2 separate regions of the Mus musculus genome follow, and region 2 is linked to region 1. Evidence: chromatin contacts called from public HiChIP or PLAC-seq data. All regions are on one chromosome and are shown on one strand. The core of a region is the stretch at or near the end of the contact, and the rest is flanking DNA. Distances in the headings are between cores, read along the strand shown.

Region 1 (6,035 bases), core at 362-2,861:
TACAGACCTTCCTCTAGGTTCAATATTGTTATGTAAAGAAATCCTTAGATCAATGTTTATTAGGGGAAAGCATCAGAATTGTCAATCAGTGAAAAACCATCATGACTCCTAAATTTTGTTTTAAAACTTTAAAAAGGAAATGATGACAAACACCGTGAGATTTGGGTTTGCCACATGTAAGTTGGCAAATAACAATTGTCAAGGATATTACAGAGACGTTTTTCTCTAAGATCTGGCAAGATCAAGTCAATAGTAAATTATCAATGTGTTTTTAAGGTTTGTGAAAGGGACTTTAAGCCTTAAGAAATATCCATTTCTATTTTAAATCGTTATACAAACAAAATCCCTAGGGGACACACACACACACACGTTTTTCCCAGGCTTAGAATACTGGATCAGTCAACCTTCAACCTGTCAATTCTCAATATAAATCTTCAAGAAAGCAACAAGTTCTACTTCAATTAAATGTACTGGCTGCCCTGCTAATTATGAGTTGGACTCCTTTGCGCCATTTGTAACCTCTGGTGTGACAGAACCTATGTACAGGAAATTAAAAAAAAAAAAAAGTCTCATCCCCTAGGAAGCATTCAACTGTTTATAATTGCTAACGAGTGAAAGGGGGTAAAATACTGCGTTATTTAGGATTCTACATGTCATTCTGAGGAACAAATACTAAATTTGTGAATTAAATCTCTCCTTGTTCTCGCCTCCACTGTTCAGGAGTTGACTTTTTTCTTGCATCTCTTGACTCTACAGGGCCTCATTTCTTTCTCCCTCTGTAAAGTCCACTGTGAGCTGCCCTGTTGAGAGCTACAGTAGGAAGTAAAAATAGATGAGGGGAAATAAGATGGCCAGCGGCAGGGAGACTTTGGAAAGTGCTACAGAGGCAGGAGGGGCTGGGGTTGGTGACTGGCTGGGAAGAAGGGTGTGTAAATCCAGGCAAGGAGGGAAACAGAGTTGGGGATGAAGACCAGATGAAAGGGAGAAGGGAGGCGAGGGTTGGGTATCTAAGGGAGGTTCTCGAGGAGAGAGAGGGAGTTGTGGGTGATGACTGGCTATCAGGGACGATCCCGGGGAGGACGGAGGCCCAGAGCTGATGTACCCGGGGGAAAGTTGAGAGGCAAGGAGAACGCGTCCCGGGCGACTCACCAAAGAGGCTGCCGCTAAACCCGTCCCACGCGCAGCCCACGGCGTCCCACACCCAGCCGTTCCGCAGGCACGACGCGAAGGTGAAGGTGACTCCGAACAGGGATACCAGCAGGTCGCCCAGGCTCAGGTTGACCAGGAAGAGGTGGGTGGGCGTGCGCAGTCTCGGGAACTTGGAGTAGAGAAGCAGCACCAGCAGGTTGCCGCCGACGCCCAGCAGCGCGAGGCAGCCGAGTAGCAGCGCCAGGCGCTCGTACGCGGTGGGGCTGAAGAGAGGCGCGGGGCTCCGCGTGCCCGCCGGTGCTGCGCCCTCGGCGCCCGCCCCGTCCTCCCAGTAGCCCTGGTCGCCACTACGGTTCCCCGAGTACATGGCCCGACGCCGGCGCGCCGTGAGAGAGAGGGCTCGGTGAGCCGGGCGGCCCGAACAGGGTGGATCTCACGCTCTGCGGGCCGCTCAGGCCATTGTGCCCGGGAGCCGCGCCAGGCCCGCCCAACCCGCGCGCACCCGAGGCCCCGCCCTTCGGTGCTAGGACCCCGCCCCACCGCATGAAACTCCGCCCTCCTAGCGTTCTTGCTATCCCACCCTCCCGCGTGGGTCCCGAGCCCCACTAGCTAGCACTTGCAGTCCCTCCCACGGGACCTCCCTGGAGGCCACGCCCTTCTACCTTGCGGCCTCATCCATACGGCAGCCGTTTTGGCCCCGCCCTCCTAAGACTCTTCCGCAGTCTGGCCTGCGGCTCCTCCCTCCCGGAATCTCCTGTTACCCCGCCCTCTGACTCACACCCTTGGCCCCGCCCTCCGGCATACAGCTCCGCCTTCTTAGAACCTCTGACCGCGCCTCTGAGCTGTGGCCCCGCCCTACTGCTTTAGCGGCCCGCCCCTTTTCCCCCCTCCCACCTCCCGGGCGCGTTCCCGCCCAGCAGAGGTGAGTTTCAGAGACCAGTGAGCTCTTGCTCTGCTTCCTTCACCCTTAAGCCGAGGTGGAAACCTGAACAGACTGTACAGAAAAAAAGAGAAAGTAAACTCCCTTACGGAGGTAAATTAGCCACAGCGGATCCTCACAGCCCTCAACGGACTCTAAAGCATCTCGTCCATTCACCCGTTAAGTCACTCACCCTAGCATACACTCATTCATAAATATTTATGAACGCCTGCGCTTAACTCAGTTAAGCATGCTGAATGAAATACTCTCTTTCCTGGGAAGCTATAATAACACCCACCCCCACCTCATACACCCAATAGAAAGAAAACAAAACACTGAAATGCCCGAAGTAGAGCGCCAGCGAAATGATCTCATAAACAGGGAACCTGACGTTAAAAACAAACAAACAAACGCAGCAGGCTGAGTCTCAACTACCTTAGAGCTGGAAGATATGTCCCAGCGTTTATGACAGTGTTCTGAGCTGCCACTCTCAGAGCCCCAGAATAAGGAAGGAAATAGCATCAGAGTGACACCCAAGTCACCCTTCCACTGGATCCCAAGCCTTCTCAGTCTGCAGTAGGTACACCTGATACACAATCCAGTCCAAATGCTTCTCTGGAGGTGATCTCTTGAGCAGTGCCCCGCCCCCTAAGGCTTCAATCCAAATCTAGCAGGTATAGAGAGGATATATTTAGAACAGCACGCATTTTCCACTGGACCTTTCCCCAGCAGCAATGCAAATATAGAACAAGTCAAATATAGATTGTGAACGTCACTTCTTTAGGCCTGCTTTCTCTGTCTCCACTGCAGTCCCCAACGACTACCCACGAGAGGAAAATGTCCCGAGCTGCATGCACCTGAAGATGTCATAGGCACTAATGACTGGTTTGTGGAAACTAAATTGGTGTGCACCAGTGTCCACCCCTCCTCCCACTTGTGTTAGACTCAGTGCATCTCAAAAGTCTTCAATAGTCAGCTAAGTGACGAGATAGCTTGATACCCTGCTGCACTGAGCACTTGACTAAGAGGTTGTGTGTGCCAGCTTCAAAATCTTGATCTTATTTTTAAGACTTCTAACCTGAATTCAGCATCTACAAGGCCTTTGACCTCACCTGCCCTGAAAAAAAAATGTTTTTAATTTTGTGGTTTAGATTTATAGGACCATTTAATAAGTTCTTTGTGCCTCTGACGTCTCACTATAGTAGTCTTCCTACAGTAGGATTGCAACGTTAGTGGAAGGAAGAAAGGAAAGAGTCCTGATTTTTTTTTCCTAAAATATTCATTCTTTGGCACACAGTCTTCTTCTCCTAAAGCTTTCTAGAGGTGTTGAGAGAAGACAATGCTGACCAAATTGGTTCATACATGAGATGCCAGATGCTAAGTGCCATAAACAATTATAAGGCAGAGAAAATAGAGGTGTATATGCTAGCAGAATACTCCCTTCCAGGCAGCTAGGACTAGGATCTTAAAGCCTAGACCCACAGGGACACACCTACTCCAACAAGGCCGCACCTCCACTCCCTGGCTCAAGCATATACAAACCATCATAAGAGGAAAGAGAAAATAAATGTGCTGTTACTTAGACAGCTCTGCATTGAACTCTAAACAAGACCTATGTGCCAAGGGAGGACTCTATTTGCCCCTTTGGAGGGAAACGAGGGCACCAGTATAGCAGAATAATAGGAGATGAAGATAGAGAGGTAAGTAGGTGAGCAGCTGTGCTTTGGCCTCTACTGTATCAACATAATAAGGTTGATACAATAGACCTATAAGGTCCAGAACATTGCCTGCGCAAGAGGTGTGAGTGCAATGAATAAAAACAGTAAGAGCCTCTGGGGGAAATGGTTAACATTTTGATAATTGACAATAGTTATTATAATAATCCTGTGAACTGTTAAGGTCTTTTAGTAGAGTTGATACACATAAGCAAGATACTGCATATATGATTTTGTTAATAAAAATGTTTCTTGTACATTTCAAAATTAGGTCTTTATGGGAGTTATGGTTTAAGTGGAAAATTCCCTATGGGTTTGTGTGCTTGAATACTTGGCCCCTGTCTGGTGGCACTGTTATGGGAGCTTATGGAATCTTTGGCATGGAATCATTCCCCCAATAGATCATCTCCAAAGTGACCCAGACAAGCCAAGCAGTGCCTGGTCCTTCAGGCCTGTGTACTGCTAAGAATGCAAGCCCTGGCCACAGGCATCATCAGGTGCTAACATACATTCTTTCCAGGAGAGTTTTTCCTTGGCTTATTCCTGGAGCTGGGTCTGATCATGGTGAACCAGATGTAAAGCAACCTGCTACCCTGCCTTGGTTAGTCGTTGGTTTTGTTTGTTTGTCTGTTTGTCTGTCGGTTGGTTTTGTTGTGTTGTTTTCCCAACCTGACACAAGCTAGAGTTTGTGGGGAAAGCAAAGAACCTCAGTTGAGAAGATGCTCGCACTAGACTGGCCTGCAGGAAAGCCCGTGGAGCATATTTTTGATTAATGGAGGTATATGAGCATCCAGTCCTGGGTTGTATAAGGCAGCAGCCTAAGAAAAACACAACTAGCAAGCCAATAAGCAGTATTCTTCAACGGATTCTACTTCAGTTCCTGCCCTGAGTTCCTGCCCTGGCTTCCTTCAATGATGGACTATGATGTGAAGGTGTAAGATAAACTAAACCCTTTCTTTCCCAAGTTGCTGTTGGTCATGTTTTGGGTTTTTTTTTGGGGGGGGGGGTTCCCTCAACATCCTTCCACCATGTATGGATGAGTAGAAAATGCCCACAGGAGGAATGGACATTTAGCAGCTACTGACGGCTAGAGCTTTGATGATTCCCAATCATCAGAACGATGAGAAAGGAAACACTGATGTTTGTAAATTACTCAGTGGGACGTATTTTATTGCAGCAACAGGAATGGACCAAGACCAATGCAACAGAAGATATAACATCTAATATAGTAAGCGATAACTTCACTTTAACACGTTTATTTTTTTAAAGTTTGTGTGTGTTTGTGTGTGTGCGCTTGCCCACACTCATGTTTGCAAGAGTGCAGGTCCCTGTGGAAGACAGGAGGGGGCTGCTGATGCTGGTTTTTAAGCTACTTCATTGGTTTCTTATACCTCTCCCTCCCTGGCAACCCTTACTCCTTCCAACACCCCAACACTAGGTAGGAGAGAAAGAAGGATAAAGGGGGAAGGAAGCAATGTCTCTTTAGAGCACTTCCTGCTGATTAGGGGCACTGAACTCCTTGGGGGCAAGTCCAATCTTAATAGTCAGGATATCTCTAACTTCTGATCTCTTTTCTCACAGGAACTAGCAGGAGGACTTGTCATGTCCTCTCCTTTAGAGTGCTCGGACACCCCTCTCCTCCCAGGGCTCTGGCATTTATACCCTCTCCAGAGTCCTCAGGATTAAACTCTCCAAAGCTGGCAGAATCACAATCTTGCCAGAGCATACACGAGGCAAATAGTCAGCGGCTGTGGATAATCTGCGGCAGCCCCTACATCCCACACCTGGGGTTGAAACAATGAACAGAACTGGATTTGTAAAGGAAACCAAAACTCTCACTACAGAGGGCCTTGGAGTTCCCTAGAACTGGAATTGCAAACAGTTGGGAGCTGCCTGATGCTGAGTGCGGGTCCTCCAAGCGTACACCTACTTTTAAGTACTGTCTTCCCACTCTCACCAATAATCTCACCAATAATCCTGAAAGCATTCCAATTTCTAACTATTTTGTAAAACTTGTTACTTTTTAGTTTGATTGTGCAAAGCCTAAAGACAGTCCACATACCTGTGTGCGGCTGGTTCTCGTGTGTATCAAGCACGTGCTGACGTCAGGACTCTACGCCAATGCTTTGCTGGAACACCTTTTAACCATTTAGCCTCATGACTTGTTACCTCCCCTGCAGGATTCTGCCAAATATCTTTTTGTTAAGTAATTGTTTATTACACACACACACACACACACACACACCCCACTC
Region 2 (5,716 bases), core at 101-2,600, 1.2 Mb before region 1:
GAAGAGGATCCGCTCTAACTCGAGCCATAGATGAATGTGGGCCACCATGTAGATTTTATAGAACCAGGTCCTCTGTAAAAGGAGCAAGTTCTCTTAACGGCTGAGCCATCTCTCCAGGCCCCACACATAGCTGTTTCTATGGAGCAACTGAAAACATTTAGAACTTTTTCTTCTTCAGGGTGACTTTTCTCTCCTGGCCAGCTTTCTTGCCTGTTTTATGGCCTGATACCTTTGTCTGTGCCTCACTCTCTTCCTTTCCCCAGTGCTGGGTCTGAGAAAGTGAATGTCAGTCAGGCTCTGACATTTCTAGGCCCAAAATGGTGGTGGCAGTTTGAGTTACTGCTTCCTCAAAGAATACTCTGAAGGCAGGGGGAAACAAAAACAAAAACAAAAAAAAAACAGAAAACAAGCAAAAAGAGAAATGCTTAATTAAATCCTAAAGGGGTGGAGGTTCCTTTCAGATGGAGAATGTACAGTCAGTAATAGAGGCCATTCTTTTTTGAGGCAGGCTGTGTTTGGGACCCTGGAAGAGCATACCCTCCTGCCTTTTCCTATGTGGTGCCTGGCCTCACCCTGCAGTTTGGTTCATTGGGCTCCTTTCTCCACACAAGTAGCCTTGGAGACCGTTGCTCACTGGTGATGTTTACTGTCCTCTCGGGAGAGTGCTGAGCCAGGTGATCTGCCAACGCCCCCCTCTAATGACTGTGTTTCACATGCAGGGAGAACACTGCTGGAGAAGCTGTTTAGCCAGCAGGAGAACGGGCCTCCAGAGGAAGCAGAAAAATTTTGCTCCCGGATCATCGCCATGGGTCTTCTACTTCCTTTCAGTGACTGCTTCAGGGAACCGTGTAATCAGAACGCTGGGTCCAGTTCAGCTCCATTTGATGTAAGTAGGAGAATTCACTTCTGTCTGGAGGGTGGACTGCAGTCAGAGTAGCAGCTGGGAGGTGTGTCTGCCCAATCACCCTATAATTTAAAAACAACACGTGATGCAAGCTTCCTCCCCTGGGCCACTCGACGGAGCAGATTGTCTTTTCTATATTTTTCTTTGGACTAGGGCATTCAATGTACTTGGCAAACCTTTTTAAAACAAAACAAAGCAAAGAAACAAAAGAAACCCAGTCTCTTAGTTTTCTAGCCTGCTTTAATCAGACTAATTAAGATCATTCAGAATTTTTCTTTCTGGTAGAAACTGAACATACATAGATAAATGGTTCTCCCTGATCCATATCTCACACATCAATATTTCTATGCTGGTCACAGAGACATTCCTTCAGAAGCAGTACCAAAGGGCAAATATACTAGTCCCAGTGGGCCACAGGTTTCCATGGGCACTAGAATGCTATGTGAGTGTTTGCCCAGCTCATTTGTGCACTAAACATTGGCAAGAAGAAGCCACAGCATCTGCCCTTACCGGAGGCCCCCATTCAGCAAGGGTTAATCTTGAGGAACTCAAACGGCATGATTGTAAGGAAGGCATCATGAACATCAGCACTCCCGGACTAGCATCTTCCAACCAGAGCAGTGTTAACTTCCCCAGGTATGTGGTGCATGGCTCTGAGGATGCACCTCAAACTGAGAATTCTCATATGTGCATCTTTCATGAGAAGCGGGGAGGTCTGGGTGGATCTTGAGTGCAGAACCCAGGAACTGAGTGACTGGGGACATTGAATTCTGTTCACATGGGTAGTTACATTTTTTTTTTCAGTTTTACCAAGCATACCTCTAAAGACAGTGAATGTGAACAGAGGCTGAGGCCAAAAGCTAGTTATAGAGCCAGGAATGGTGGCTCATGGCTACATTCCCAGCTCCTGGGAGGGTGATGCAGGAGGATCAAGAGTTTCAGGTTAGCCTGAGCTACACAGTGAGGCTATCTGTGTCTCCAGAACCATGGAGACACTTCCTTCTTCCTCCTGTTTACCATTCCTAATTGGTGATCTTCCCCCCCCCCACTCCACTTAGTATGTACAAAAGAAATCTCATAAATTATTCTGAGACTTCAGTTCTGACCTGCGAGAAAAATTTCTAGATAACTCTGACTTGTGAACCTCCTTTTAAAAAATAATTTTTATCTTTTATTTATTTATTAATTTATTTATTTACACTCCAGATTTTATTCCCTTCCTGGTCCACCCTCTGACTGTTCCACATCCCATTCCTCTTCCCCACACCCCTGTCTCTACTAGGATGTCCCCACCTCCCACCCCAGCAGACCTCTAAACTCCCTGGGGCTTCCAGTCTCTTGTGGGTTAGGTGCATCTTCTCTGACTACACCCAGACCTAGCAGTCCTCTGCTGTATATGTGTTGGGAGCCTCATATCAGCTGGTGTATGCTGCCTGCTTGGTGGTCCAGTGTTTGAGAGATCTCGGGGGTCCAGGTTAATTGAGACTGCTGGTCCTCCTACAGGGTCACCCTCCTCCTCAGCTTCTTCCAGCTTTTTCCCTAATTCAACTGTAGGGTTCTCATCTTCTGTCCATTGATTAGGTGTAAATATCAGTACCTGAGTCTTTTAGCTGCTTGTTGGGTCTTGCAGAGGACAGTCTTTATAGGTCTCTTTTTGTGAGCACTCTGTACCCTCAGTATTAGTGTCAAACCTTGGGGCCTCCCCTTGAGCTGGAGCCCACTTTAGGCCTGTTGCTGGACCTTCTTTTCCTCAGGCTCCTCTCCATTTCCATCCCTGCAGTTCTTTCAGACAGGAACAATTATGGGTCAGAGTTTTGACTGTGGGATGGCAACCCCACCTCTCACTTGATGCCCTGACTTTCTGCTTGAGGTGGGCTCTACAGGCTCCCTGTCTCTACTGTAGAGCATTTTGTCCCTTTGAGTCCTGAGAGTTTCTCACCTCCCAAGTCTCTGGTACATTCTGGATGGTCCCCCCAACCTCCTACCTCCAGAGGTTGCCTGTTTCCATTCTTTCTCTGGCCCTCAGGGCTTCAGTCATTTCCCCCACCCAATTCCATATCATGTTCCCCTCTCCCCACCACTCCTCACCCCCCACTCTCATCCCATCCACTTTCCTTCCCAGGTCCCTCCCTTCCTGCTTGTGATTGCTTTCTTCTCCCATCCAAGTGGGACTGAGGCATCCTCACTTGGGCCCTTCATCTTGTTGAGCTTTTTGAGTTCTTGGGTATTCCTGGTTTCTTCTTTTTCTTTTTCTTTTTTTTCTTTCTTTTTTCTTTTTCTTTTCTTTTCTTTTTTTGGCTAATTCCACTTATTAGTGAGTATATACCATGCATGTCCTTTTGGGTCTGAGTTACCTCACTCGGGATGATATTTTCTAGTTCCATCTATTTGCCTGCAAAACTCAGAATATCCTCATTCCTAATCGCTGAGTAGTACTCCACTGTGTAAATAAACCACATTTTTTTGTAACCATTCTCCTGTCATGGAACATCTGGGTTGTTTCTAGCTTCTAGCTATCAAAAATAAGGCTACTGTGAACATAGTGAAACATGTGCCCCTGTGGGATAGTGGGGCATCTTTTGTGTATATTCCCAAGAGTGGTATTGCTGGGTCTTCAGGTAGATCTATTTCCAGTTTCCTGAGGAACCTCCAGATTGATTTCCAGAGTGGCTGTACCAGTTTGCAATTCCACCAGCAATGTAGGAATATTCCTCTTTCTCCACATCCTCGACAACATGTGATGTCACCTGAGGTTTTGATCTTAGCCATTCTGATTAGTGTACTGTGGAATCACAGGCTTATTTTGATTTGCATTTCTCTGATCACTAAGGACTTTGAACATTTCTTTACTTGTTTCTCAGCCATGCAAAATTCCTCTGTTGTGAATTCTTGATTTCATTCTATACCTCATTTTTTGATTGAGTTGTTTGGTTTTTTGGTGGTTAGCTTCTTGAATTCTTTATATATTTTGGATATTAGCCCTCTATTGGATGTGGGGTCAGTAAAGATTTTTTTTCCCTATCTGTAGGTTGCCAATTTGTCTAATTGGCTATGTCCTTTGCCTTACAAAAGCTTTCCAGTTTCATGAGGACCCATTTATCAATTCTTGATCGTAGAGTTTGAGCCATTGGAGTTCTGTTTAGGAAATTTCCCCTGTGAAACTTCTTTAAGATCTCTCTCTCTCCCTCCCTCCCTCCCTCTCTCTCTCCCTCCCCCTCCCTCCCCCTCCCTCCCTCTCCTCCTTCCTTCTTTCCTTCCTTCCTTCCTTCCTTCCTTCCTTCCTTCCTTCCTTCCTTCCTTCCTCCCTCCCTCCCTTCCTCCCTTTCCCTCTCCTCCTTCCTTCTTTCCTTCCTTCCTTCCTCTCTCTCTCTCTCTCTCTCTCTCTCTCTCTCTTTCTTTCTTTCAAATGTTATTGAATGATATAGCAGCTAGTCACTGATAGATAGATCTTTTTCTCCTGAAGAAAGAATGAGACAATTATAAAAGTTTCCACTCTTCTCTGTGGGAGCTGATTCTGGAGACAGATCTGGGGTCCTACAGTGTGTTCTAGTGCAGAGCTACATTCTGGTAGCTATCAATACAGAATTTGGAGATATGGCAAACACAATAAAGGTAGAGGGAAACACTAGCTGTGTCTATATATTGCATGCTATTATCTAATTATAACAGCCTTTGCCATCTTCATCAAAGCAGCTGTGATTATTTACAAGGTAATCTCAAAATCTAGCCTGTTGATGCTAACTCACAGAAGAAGGAAGTCATGGTGGGGTCATTCAGATTCCAACTACTCTTCTTAGCTGTATGTAACTCTGTCCAAGCTTCAGGTGGTCTTGTAGTCTTGGAAGGTGATAGATAATATGATGTGTGTGCAATATTAACTAAAGGGGCAGGGAACTTTGTCTCTGCAGTTATAGGGACGCTGTCATCCAGGCTGTAGTGAGCCTTTCCATTGATGTAGCTGTCCAGGTAGTTCACCCCACTGTGTCATCCCTCCTCCTTGCCATATAAGCAAGCATGATAAGTCCATTGGATTGACATGCTGGACTCCCATGGAATTGTTTTTGAATGTCATTGTTGTCCTAGCTGGGATGAGTAGCCATGCAAGTGAGTTCCTTCATATTATCCCAGGAGAAGTTCACATGACTGTCTAGCACTTGCTTTTTTATGAAAACTATTATCGAATTAACTGATTTTTTTCTCAATAAAGCTCAGAACTAAAAAGTCTTTTCACTTAGTAAATATGAAACTAGAATAAACTGAAAAGAACAGGATAATTTTATTCCTCTACTTATGTTTTTTTTTTAATTATTAATTTATTATTGTGATGCTGGAGGATGAGCTCAGGCCCCCAAACATGCTAGGAAAGGGTTCTACCAACGAGCCTGTCTCTTTCTCTTTTTAATTAACCTGGTTATTTCTCATGTGTCTTCTCAGGTGTCGTCTTACTCCACCCTAGTGATAAAGAGTCTAGAAACACTTCTTTAGCCATGCTATCTTGGAAGATGGTTAAGTGTCACGTAGAATTAAAACACACACACACACACAGACACACACACACACACACACACAGACACACACACACAATAGGGATTTCATTCCCCAGCTAGAAGTTTCCTCCTTGCCGTATTCCATGGCTGTGTACTACCTCTCTAGTGCCTCTACCAACTGAACATAAAACAGAGGCAATTAAAGGTACTCTCATGGGAAGTGTTGTTCCATACTCTAAAATACCAGATCATAAACAGTACCAGGGCTTATTGAATACAGAGATAAGGGTTTCTTTTCCCTCAAACTACAGAGAACAAAAACATA

What was found. HiChIP or PLAC-seq counts read pairs in DNA pulled down with a chosen protein or histone mark.
Region 2: an H3K4me3 HiChIP or PLAC-seq map of embryonic forebrain shows a contact between it and region 1, with 7 times the contacts expected there. The contact joins the enhancer-like site here to the promoter of Opn3 in region 1. A contact is called at or near these places in 6 of 39 promoter capture datasets (the 3T3-L1 cell line, hippocampal neurons, liver and 2 more) and 1 of 115 datasets of contacts at active chromatin or transcription factors (embryonic forebrain).

The regions. Positions count from the first base shown.
Region 1 is chr1:175,691,021-175,697,055 of GRCm38.p6, forward strand. Opn3 (opsin 3) reads right to left here and starts at 1,612. Exons shown (of 4, transcript NM_010098.3): 1 at 1,150-1,612. The coding sequence starts at 1,516. Gm39707 (a long non-coding RNA gene) reads left to right here and starts at 2,026. Exons shown (of 3, transcript XR_865748.2): 1 at 2,026-2,071; 2 at 4,961-5,011; 3 at 5,365-5,638.
Region 2 is chr1:174,536,326-174,542,041 of GRCm38.p6, forward strand. Fmn2 (formin 2) reads left to right here. Exons shown (of 18, transcript NM_019445.2): 2 at 720-886. Among named protein-coding and RNA genes, the nearest start is that of Fmn2, 37 kb to the left of the region's middle. Within about 2 kb of position 1,351, at least 32 of the 459 cell types and tissues checked have an H3K27ac peak or open chromatin away from gene starts, as enhancers often do. A contact at or near this core is called in embryonic forebrain and hippocampal neurons, where this site is marked.